Linked DNA regions of Pan troglodytes: region 1 is linked to region 2. The links are chromatin contacts, called in public Hi-C maps. All regions are on one chromosome and are shown on one strand. The core of a region is the stretch at or near the end of the contact, and the rest is flanking DNA. Distances in the headings are between cores, read along the strand shown.

Region 1 (4,846 bases), core at 682-3,181, 74 kb before region 2:
GCTGGAGTGCAGTGGTACAATCATAGCTCACTGCAGCCTCGAACTCTTGGCCTCAAGTGGTCCTCTCACCTCAGCCTCCCAAGTAGCTGGGACTACAGCCACACACCACCACACCTGGCTAATTTTTAAAAAAATGTCTTGTAGAGACAGGGTCTCACTATGTTACTCAGGCTGGTCTTGAACTCCTAGGCTCAAGCGATCCTCCTGCTTCGGCATCCCAAAGTGCTGGGATCACAGGCATGAGCCACCATGCGTGGCCATTTAAGGATTTTGAGATGGGAAGGTTCTCCTACAAATCCCAGTGGGCCCAATGTAATCATAAAGGTTCTCCTAAAAGTGGGCAGGAGGGTCAGAATCAGAGAAGGAGATGTGACCCCGGATGCAGGCCAGAGAGAGAGAGAGAGAGACAGAGAGAGAGAGATTTGAGGATGCTGCAGTGCTAGCTCTGAAGATGGAGGAGGGAACCATGAGCTGAGGGATGCAGCCAGCCTCTAGGAGCTGGAAAAGGGAAGGAAAAGAGCTCTCTGCGACAGCCTCCAGAAGGAACACAGCCCACGGACACCTTGGTATTTATTTTATTTTATTTTTTATTTATTTTGAGACAGACTCTCACTCTGTCACCCAGGCTGGAGTGCAGTCGTGCGATCTCAACTTACTGCAACCTCCGCCTCCCGGGTTCAAGCAATTCTTCTGCCTCAGCCTCCTGAGTAGCTGGGATTACAGGCGTGCGCCACCACGCCCAGCTAATTTTTTATTTTTAGTAGAGACAGGGTTTCACCATGTTGGTCAGGCTGGTTTCGAACCCCTGACCTCGTGATCCGCCCACCTTGGCCTCCCAAAGTGCTGGGATTACAGGCATGAGCCACTGTGCCTGGGCTGCCCACTATTTTTATTTTATTTATTTTTATTTTTTATTTCTTTTTTTTGAGACGGAGTCTCACTCTGTCGCCCAGGCTGGAGTGCAGTGGTGTGATCTCGGCTCACTGCAACCTCCACCTCCCGGGTTCACGCCATTCTTCTGCCTCAGCCTCCCGAGTAACTGGGACTACAGGCGCCCGCCACCATGCCCAGCTAATTTTTTTGTATTTTTAGTAGAGACGGGGTTTCATCGTGTTAGCCAGGATGGTCTCGATCTCCTGACCTCATGATCGGCCCATCTTGGCCTCCCAAAGTGCTGGGATTACAGGCGTAAGCCACTGCGCCCAGCCCTGCCCACTATTTTTATATTTTATTTTATTTTATTTTTGAAATAAGGTCTTGCTCTGCCTCCCAGGCTAGAGTGCAGGGGTGCAATCATAGCTCACTGCAGCCTGGACCTCCTAGGCTCAAGCAATCCTCCCACCTCAGCCTCCCAAGCAGCTGGGATTGCAGGCATGTGCCACCATACCCAGCTAAACATTTTATTTTTTTGTCAAGATACGGCTTTGCTATGTTCCCCAGGCTGGTTTTAAACTCCTAGGCTCAAGCAGTCCTCCTGCCTTGGCCTCCCAAAGTGTTGGGATTTCAAGTGTGAGCCACGATGCCCAACCTTCTGCCCACTTTAGAGCCATTTCACTCCCCCTAGCTGGCCTCTTTGTCCCAAAAACCCCTGCGTGTGCTTTGTGTCTCTCCCAGGCCCAGCAGGGACAGCTCTGGCAGGAAGCCATGGTAATCCCCTTTCCGATTCTCGGACCCCTCCCCACCTTCCTGGAAGCCCCAGGCCGGCCTGGTACCTCTAAGGAGAAGCCACACGCATGCCACCCTGTCCCTCTGACTGGAGCCTGCCATTACTGTTTGGAGCCCCCTCCTCCCTAAGCCACCAGATCCACCTCAAGCCCCACCTTGCTGCCTAAAAATAACACCTCCGCGTCCTGCTGGCTCCCCAATCCCTCCCCGCCCCGGGCTCCTTCTGGTTTGTATTCTCCCAGCCGGCTGTGAGCTGTGAGCCGGCGCCAGTGTGCCAGGCCGACCGCAGGCCCGGAATTAGGTTAACTCCGCTGCAGCCCTGGAGGGAGGTCGCCTGTTTGGGGCCGTGGTTGCGGGTACTGAAAATGCTCCCACCACGGGCTGGGGCCTGATTCTGTGTTGGGGGAAGGCAGTGACATGTGCATGGGTGTGTATGTGTCGGGGGCTGGGTACGGTAAGCTTTGACAGTGGTGACTGATGGCAGATATACCCCAGGCTGGGCTGAGCTCGGCTAAAATGTCTGGCTCAGGAAAGAGGGGCGCAGTGGGACCCTCCCAGCTCCTGCTGCAAACCCTAGAGCAAACCCTGGAAATGTCTGCACGCAGAGCATCTTGTCGCCTGGAATCTTCCATCTGCCATCTCACAGAGTCCCAGGAGGCCTCTGAGGGAGGCTGTTCACCCCACATTACACATGGAGAGGCAGAGAGGCGCTGCCCTGAAACCGCCTTTGCAAAAATTACCACAGTGAGAAAATTATGACAGTAAAGGAGATCTGATCTAACCAACCCCCATCTTGCCTTTTTTATTTTTATTTTTTTTTTAAGACAGGGTCTCATTCTGTTGCCTGGGCTGCAGTGCAGTGGCACAATTATGGCTCACTGCAGCCTTGACCTCCTGGGCTCAAGTGATCCTCCCACCTCAGCCTCCCGAGTAGCTGGGAACACAGGTATGTGCCACCATGCCCAGCTGAGTTTTGTAGAGGTGGGGTCTCGCTATGTTGCCCAGGCTGGTCAAAAACTCCTGGGCTCAAGCAATTCGCCCGCCTCAGCCTCCCAAACTACTGGAATTACAGGCATAAGCCACTGCGCCTGGCCAGGTTTTTGCATTTCTGACGACTGATTGCTTCATCCAGACCCACCAACTGGCCATGTGTCCCCACCCAGATGTGCACTTCCTGGCCCCCCAAACTATCCTCAAAAAACCCTGGCCTCCAAATTTTGGGGGAGATTGATTTGAGTAGTAATTCCATCTCCTACGTGGGGTGGCCAGCCTCATGTCAATTACACTCTTTCTTTTTTTTTTAAGATGGAGTTTCACTGTTGTTGCCTGGGCTGGAATACAATGGCACGATTTTGGCTCACTGCAACCTCCACCTCCCGGGTTCAAGCCATTCTTCTGCCTCAGCCTCCTGAGTAGCTGGAATTACAGGCACCCACCACCATGCCTGGCTAATTTTTGTTTTGTTTTGTTTTAGTAGAAATGGGGTTTCGCCATGTTGGCCAGGCTGGTCTTGAACTCCTGACCTCAGGCGATCCGCCCGCCTAGGCCTCCCGAAGTGCTGGGATTACAGCTGTGGGCCACCGCGTCTGGCCTACGCTCTTTCTTTATTGTAATGCTGTGGTCCCAGGGAATTGGTTTTGTCTGTGGAGTGGGCAGGAAGAACGCATTGGGCGACTACAGCCCCCAGCCAGGCATGGTCCCGGAGTGAGCCCAAGACAGCTATTGCTGTCTTTATGGGATGGGCACCCTGTGCCCTGCTGGGCATAGATGTGGGGTGGGGGAAATTAGCAAGCTCAGACTCAGAGTAGAAGACCTAGCCTGCAGTCACACAGCACGTTGACGGGTGGGTGGCACCTGAATCCTCTGAGCCCCAGCAGACCCTACCCCAAAGTGCTTCTCCTGGGTAAGGGAGTGGGGTCATTGACCTGGCTGTGGTCATCAGCCTGGCTGTGGGAGGGAGTGAGACTGTCTCAGGAGCTCTGGGCAGGGCCTGGTGCTGGGAGCCAAGCCAGGCATCTCCAAGGGGTGCCAATATGACTTAGACACGTTCATTTTGTGGATAATGAATAATTCACATATGCGAATATGGGTATCAGAAGTGCTAGAAACCAGTGCATTGAGCCTACCACATCCTGGGCGGCACTGCCTAGAACACAGCTTAGTACAAATATGAGTAGACTTAAAGAAAAGGATAAAGGAAATAGCCCTGCAGGAGGAGTGGAGCGAGAATGTGGACATAAAATATGAATTACAGGCCAGGCACGGTGGCTCACGCCTGTCATCCCAGCACTTTGAGGCAGAGGTGGGTGGATCATTTGAGGTCAGGAGTTTGAGACCAGACTGGCCAACGTGGTAAAACCCCGTCTCTACTAAAAATACAAAAATTGGCCAGGCGTGGTGATGGGCACCTGCAATTCCAGCTACTCGGGAGGCTAAGGCAGGAGGATCACTTGAACCCGGGAGGCAGAGGTTACAGTGAGCTGAGATCGCACCACTGCACTCCAGCCTGGGTGACAGAGGAAGACTCTGTCTCAAAACAAAAAACAAAAACAAAAAAAAAACAAAACATGAATTACAGCCAGGTGAGGTGCCTCACGCCTGTCATCCCAGCACTCTGGGAGGCCGAGGCAGAAGGATTGCTTGAGCTCAGGAGTCCAAGACCAGCCTGGGCAACATAGTGAGACCCCCGTCTCTACTAAAAAATAAAATAAAACAAAATAAAATAAAATAAAAATTAGCACACTTGTGGTCCCAGCTACCAGGGAGGCTGATGCAGGAGGATCGCTTGAGCCTAGGAGGTTGAGGCTGCAGTGAGCTATGATCGCACCACTGCACTCCAGCCTAAGCGACAGAGCGAGACCCTGTCTCTAAAAAAAAAAAAAAGTAAAAAAAGACTTCTGCTGCCTGGGCTTCTCTGGAGTCTGGGGCCCCTTGGACAACCAGGAAAGGCCTTGTGGAAGAGATGGGACCTCGGGCTAGGACCTCATGAAGGAAACTTCAGTCCATCTCCTCCTGTCTCTGGGTAGCTGGGGCTCCAAGTCAGTGTGGGTGTGCTTTTCCTTCGGACAGCCACCTCTGCAGGCTACATTTTCTACTCTCAGCCTCAGCTTGCTAACTTCCCCCACCCCACATCCAGGCCCAGGAGGCGCCTGGCACAGGATGGCCATCCCATAAAGACAAT
Region 2 (4,513 bases), core at 1,140-3,639:
GGACACGGCAGGCTCCAGGTCACAAGGCGGCTCAGGACAGTGCAGGATGAGCCCTTGTCTGGAGCTTCAAATCTCATGCTCTTGCCTCCAGCCCAGCTACCTCTAGAAAAAAAGAAGCGCTCTGAGAAGAGCCTGTAGGGAGCCAACATCTGTGGCAGAGGCTGGCTGGGGCTCCGGGAGCAGGGACAGGAGGCGTCTGGTCCCTGCTGAGCGAAAAGGAGAGTTCTGTAAGATGGATAGGGAGTATCGGAGGCCCCCACCCTCTGCCACCAGGCTTGATTGATGAGCACAGTCCTGCTGCCGGAGATGAGCAGGGGGGCCCCCTGGAGGCTGCAGAGGGGAGGGCGAGGAGAGGCTATGAATATTTCAGCGACAGAGGCCGGGCTGGAGGAAAGGAGGGGAAGGGGGGCAGGGAGGCACTCAGCCAGCGGGAGGGGGCTCAGGGACTAGGACACCCAGGTGAGGAAAGACCCACATCATTGAGCCAGGGCTCGGGGAGGGCGGAGATAGGCCAGGAGGAAGGGGCTCTTTAAGAAATTAGAGTTCGCCGGGCGCGGTGGCTCACGCCTGTAATCCCAGCACGTTGGGAGGCCAAGGTGGGTGGATCACGAGGTCAGGAGTTCAAGACCAGCCTGGCCAGCATGGTGAAACCCCGTCTCTACTAAAAATACAAAAAATTAGCTGGGCGTGGTGGTGCATGCTTGTAGTCCCAGCTACTCGGGAGGCTGAGGCAGGAGAATTGCTTGAACCCAGCAGGCGGAGGATGCAGTGAGCTGAGATCATGCCACTGCACTCCAGCCTAGTCGACAAAGTGAGACTCCATCTCAAAAAAAAAAAAAGAAAAAGAAAAAGAAATTAGAGTTCGCCGTGCGCGGTGGCTCACGCCTGTAATCCCTGCATTTTGGGAGGCCAAGGCTGGCAGATCATCTGAGATCGGGAGTTCCATACCAGCCTGACTAACATGGAGAAACCCCGTCTCTACTAAAAATACAAAAATTAGCGGGCACCTGTAATTCCAGCTACTCGGGAGGCTGAGGCAGGAGAATCACTTGAACCCAGGAAGCGGAGGTTGCAGTGAGGTGAGATTGCAGGAGATTGCAGCAGGCAGAGGTTGCAGTGAGGCGAGATCGGGCCCCTGCACTCCAGCCAGGACAACAGAGTGAGACTGAAAAAAAAAAAAAAGAAAGAAAAGAGAAATTAGGGTTCAGTGAGAGAAAGGAGGGGTGGGGATGGGGTTCCCAGAATAGGACAGTAGGGTTAGGGGCACAGGGATCAAATGGGGGGTTCACTGAGGGGGAGGGCTTCAATGAATGGGGCTAGGATATGGAGGGGATTCAGTGAGGAAGAGGAGCCTCATCTAAGGAGTAGCCACACACACACCCCACCCACGACTGCAGGGTGGCTCATGCCTAGAATTCCAGCAATTTGAGAGATCAAACGGGAGGATCGCTTGAGGCCAGGAGTTCGAAACCAGCCTGAGCAACATAGTGAGACCCCGTCTCTGCAAAATTTTTCAAATTAGCCAGGGTGGGGGTCCACGCCTGTAGTCCCAGCTACTCAAGAGGCTGAGGAGGAAGGATCGCTTGGGCCCAGAAGTTCAAGGCTGCAGTGAGCTATGATCCCACCGCTGCAACCCAGCCTGAGCAACAGAGCAAGACCCTATCTCCAAAATTAAAAAAAAAAAAGAGGAGGGGGCTTACTGAGATGGTGAGAACTCAGAAGGGGTGCGGGCTAAATAAGGGGCTCGGTTATCTTCTTTCTTTTTTGCAAAAGATTGTACCGTGAGGTCGGGGACCTGTAGGGGATGTGCCCCGTTGGGTTCCCCAAATCTCTGCCTAGCCCTGTAAGGCCAGGGGCCGCAGGTAACCCTCGCCCCTCCCCCAGCCGGGTAGCAGCCCGCAGACTTGCGGGGCTAGGTCAGGCCCCCTGCGCCGAGAAACGGGGTGGAGAAAAGCCGTCCCGAGACTGGTGGTGAGCGTCCCTGTCGCCGGCAGTGTGGCGGAGACCCCGCGGCTGACCGAGGGCGCTGAGCCTGGCCTGGAGTACGCGCCCTTTGACGATGACGACGGCCCAGTGGACTGTGACTGCCCGGCCGCCTGCTACCGCGGCCACCGCGGGTACAGGTCAGCGGCCGCCGCGGCAGGGGTGGGGGGCGCGCGGGGCTGCCCCCCCTCACCGCCCCCACCCCCGCCTCTTCTCCCCCAGGACCAAGCATTGGTCTAGCAGCTCGGCATCGCCCCCTCCCAAGAAAAAGAAGAAAAAGAAAGGCGGCCACCGGAGAAGCCGGTGAGAACCGCGCCTGACCGGAGCGGGAAGGGAGGAGGAGGTGGGGTCTCTCCCCGGATGCCCGTCCCTGGCTCACAACCATGCAGCATTTGTGAGCCCCGCCCCTCTCTGAGCCCCTCCCTCGGCCTCCCCGTGCCGTCCCCCGACTAGGTGCCCTCCGGATAACTGAACCCACCCCAGGCCTCAAGCTCCTCCCCTCGCTAGGGCCCGCCCCTCGACAAGCCCCTCCCCTTCGCTAGGTTCCGCCCCCAAGGAGCCCCTCCCCTTCTCTGGGGCCCGCCCCTCACCGAGCCCCTCCCCTTCTCTAGGACCCGCCCCTCATCGAGGTCCTCTCCCCACTAGGCCCCACCCCTCATGGAGCCCCTCCCCTTATCTGGGATCCGCCCCTCACTGAGCCCTTCTCTAGCACCTGCCTCTCACTGAATCCCCCAGAGCCAGACTCACTGACCGGGCCCGTGTGTTACCAGCACCTGCTCCCAGTCCCCCTCTGCCCTCCCAGGGGTCCCGTGCCCACCAACACTAGTGCGAGTGGCCCTGGGGAGGAGGGGCCTCATCTGCCATCCCCGAATCTCTCTGTCCACCCTCCCCTGTCCTGCGTGAGACCCTGGCAAGTGTCTGGGGCCCCAACTAACCCCATCCATCCGTCTGTCCTTTCTTCCTGGCATCTGCCCTCAGCAAAAAGAGGAGACTGGAGTCCGAATGCAGGTCAGTGGGGACAGAGCTGGCTGGGGCCAGGGCGGGGGATGTCTGTGGGTGGGAGAGGTTCCAAGGCCATCCCCCAGAGGCCGGAGGCCTGGACCCTCAGGGCCTGCACCTGGACACTGCCAAGGTGCAAGTTTTGCCCCTACAGAGGCCATGAATCCCACCGTTGGAGCCTCTGACGTCTGGGTTTGAAACTATCGTTGCCCACAATGCCAGGGGGCTGGAAGGGTGACTTGGGGACAACATAGGCAGCGCCATCAACTACCCTGAGGGACCTTGGCGACCCTTGGGGCCTCGGGTCACTCTGTACAAGGGACCTTGGGCTTCCTGGCCTGGAATTCCCTTTCCAGCTTCAATGTCCCAAGCACCCAGGTCTCTCCAGCCATTTCCAGCCCCCCACCCCCCACCCCAGCTCACTAGAGCCCACCTCCCTGTGTCCACAGCTGTGGGAGCTCCTCACCCCTCCGCAAGAAGAAGAAGAGTGTGAAGAAGCATCGCCGAGACAGGTACCCTTGCTGCCCCCACCCTGGGGCCTCCTCTTCCTCCCGTGGGGCCCAGGGCCAGGGCTGTGGCCCTCCATAGGTCTCCCCTGGGCCACCCCAGGCAGGCTCAAGAGAACTCCTTTATCGCCCTACAGGTCTGATTCTGGGTCCCGGAGGAAGAGACGGCACAGGTGAGCGGCGCTTTGCAGAGGATATGGTCAGTGGTCCCTTAAGGAACCAAAGCCCAAAGGACGCAATGATGGGATGGGGTTTTGAGGGTCCCACAGGGCTCCATCCTTCAGCTCCAGGGTTCCTTCCCAGAGCCAGGCTGCGGGGACAGAGCAGTGGAGAAGGAGCATGAAAACCAACTGTTTGCAACCCTTGCCTGCCCCATGCATCAGCCGTGACATGGTGACCCCAAGAATTTCTAGACAACATGGCAGGTCCAGTGCCCAAGGGGTGTGTCTGTCTGTGGAGTTGCCGGTTAGACAAGCAGAAACACCGAGACCCTGAATTTGCAGGGAAATAGCTCACGAGGCAGGAGGACCTCTGTGAGCTGGGAGGGCTCCATGGATAGGAGGCAGGGTCGGGGAGCTGTGGCTAGAGGTAGTTTCTCAGGGACAGGTGCTAGCCTCCCAACAGGTTTGACTGCCAAGTTATGGAGCCATCCTCCACCCAGGAGGCCTGGGGGTTAGTGTGGGGGAGCTCTGAGCAGGGCAGTGGCTTGTTCAGGGTGGACTGGGGGAGGGGAGAGGAAGTGAAAGGCAGGAGTCCAGGTGGAGGCAGAGTGGTGCAGGAGAAGAGGGTTGCTGAGAAAGCAGAAAACAGCCTGAGCCAGGCACGGTGGCTCAACCTATAATCCTAGCACTGTGGGAGGCTGAGGCAGGTGGATCGCTTGAGGCCAGGAGTTTGAGACCAGCCTGGTCAACATGGTGAAATCCTGTCTCTACTAAAAATACGAAAATTAGCTGGGTGTGGTGGCAAGCGCCTGTAATCCCAGCTACTCGGGAGGCTGAGGCAGGAGAATCACTTGAACCCGGGTG

What was found. A called contact is a pair of places that touch in the nucleus more often than the background predicts.
Region 1: a Hi-C map of induced pluripotent stem cells shows a contact between it and region 2, with 2.6 times the contacts expected there. The contact joins two enhancer-like sites. A contact is called at or near these places in 4 of 7 Hi-C or Micro-C datasets (blood, induced pluripotent stem cells and stem cell-derived neural progenitor cells) and 1 of 1 other capture datasets (stem cell-derived neural stem cells).

Annotation. Positions count from the first base shown.
Region 1 is chr6:85,301,131-85,305,976 of NHGRI_mPanTro3-v2.0_pri, reverse strand. All of the region lies in intron 5 of LOC107976168 (general transcription factor II-I repeat domain-containing protein 1), which reads left to right. Among named protein-coding and RNA genes, the nearest start is that of SRRM3, 16 kb to the right of the region's middle. Within about 2 kb of position 1,931, at least 7 of the 24 cell types and tissues checked have an H3K27ac peak or open chromatin away from gene starts, as enhancers often do. A contact at or near this core is called in induced pluripotent stem cells and stem cell-derived neural stem cells, where this site is marked.
Region 2 is chr6:85,227,572-85,232,084 of NHGRI_mPanTro3-v2.0_pri, reverse strand. SRRM3 (serine/arginine repetitive matrix 3) reads left to right here. Exons shown (of 16, transcript XM_054655836.2): 4 at 1,995-2,123; 5 at 2,206-2,286; 6 at 2,962-2,991; 7 at 3,432-3,494; 8 at 3,626-3,661. Among named protein-coding and RNA genes, the nearest start is that of HSPB1, 42 kb to the right of the region's middle. Within about 2 kb of position 2,389, at least 10 of the 24 cell types and tissues checked have an H3K27ac peak or open chromatin away from gene starts, as enhancers often do. A contact at or near this core is called in induced pluripotent stem cells and stem cell-derived neural stem cells, where this site is marked.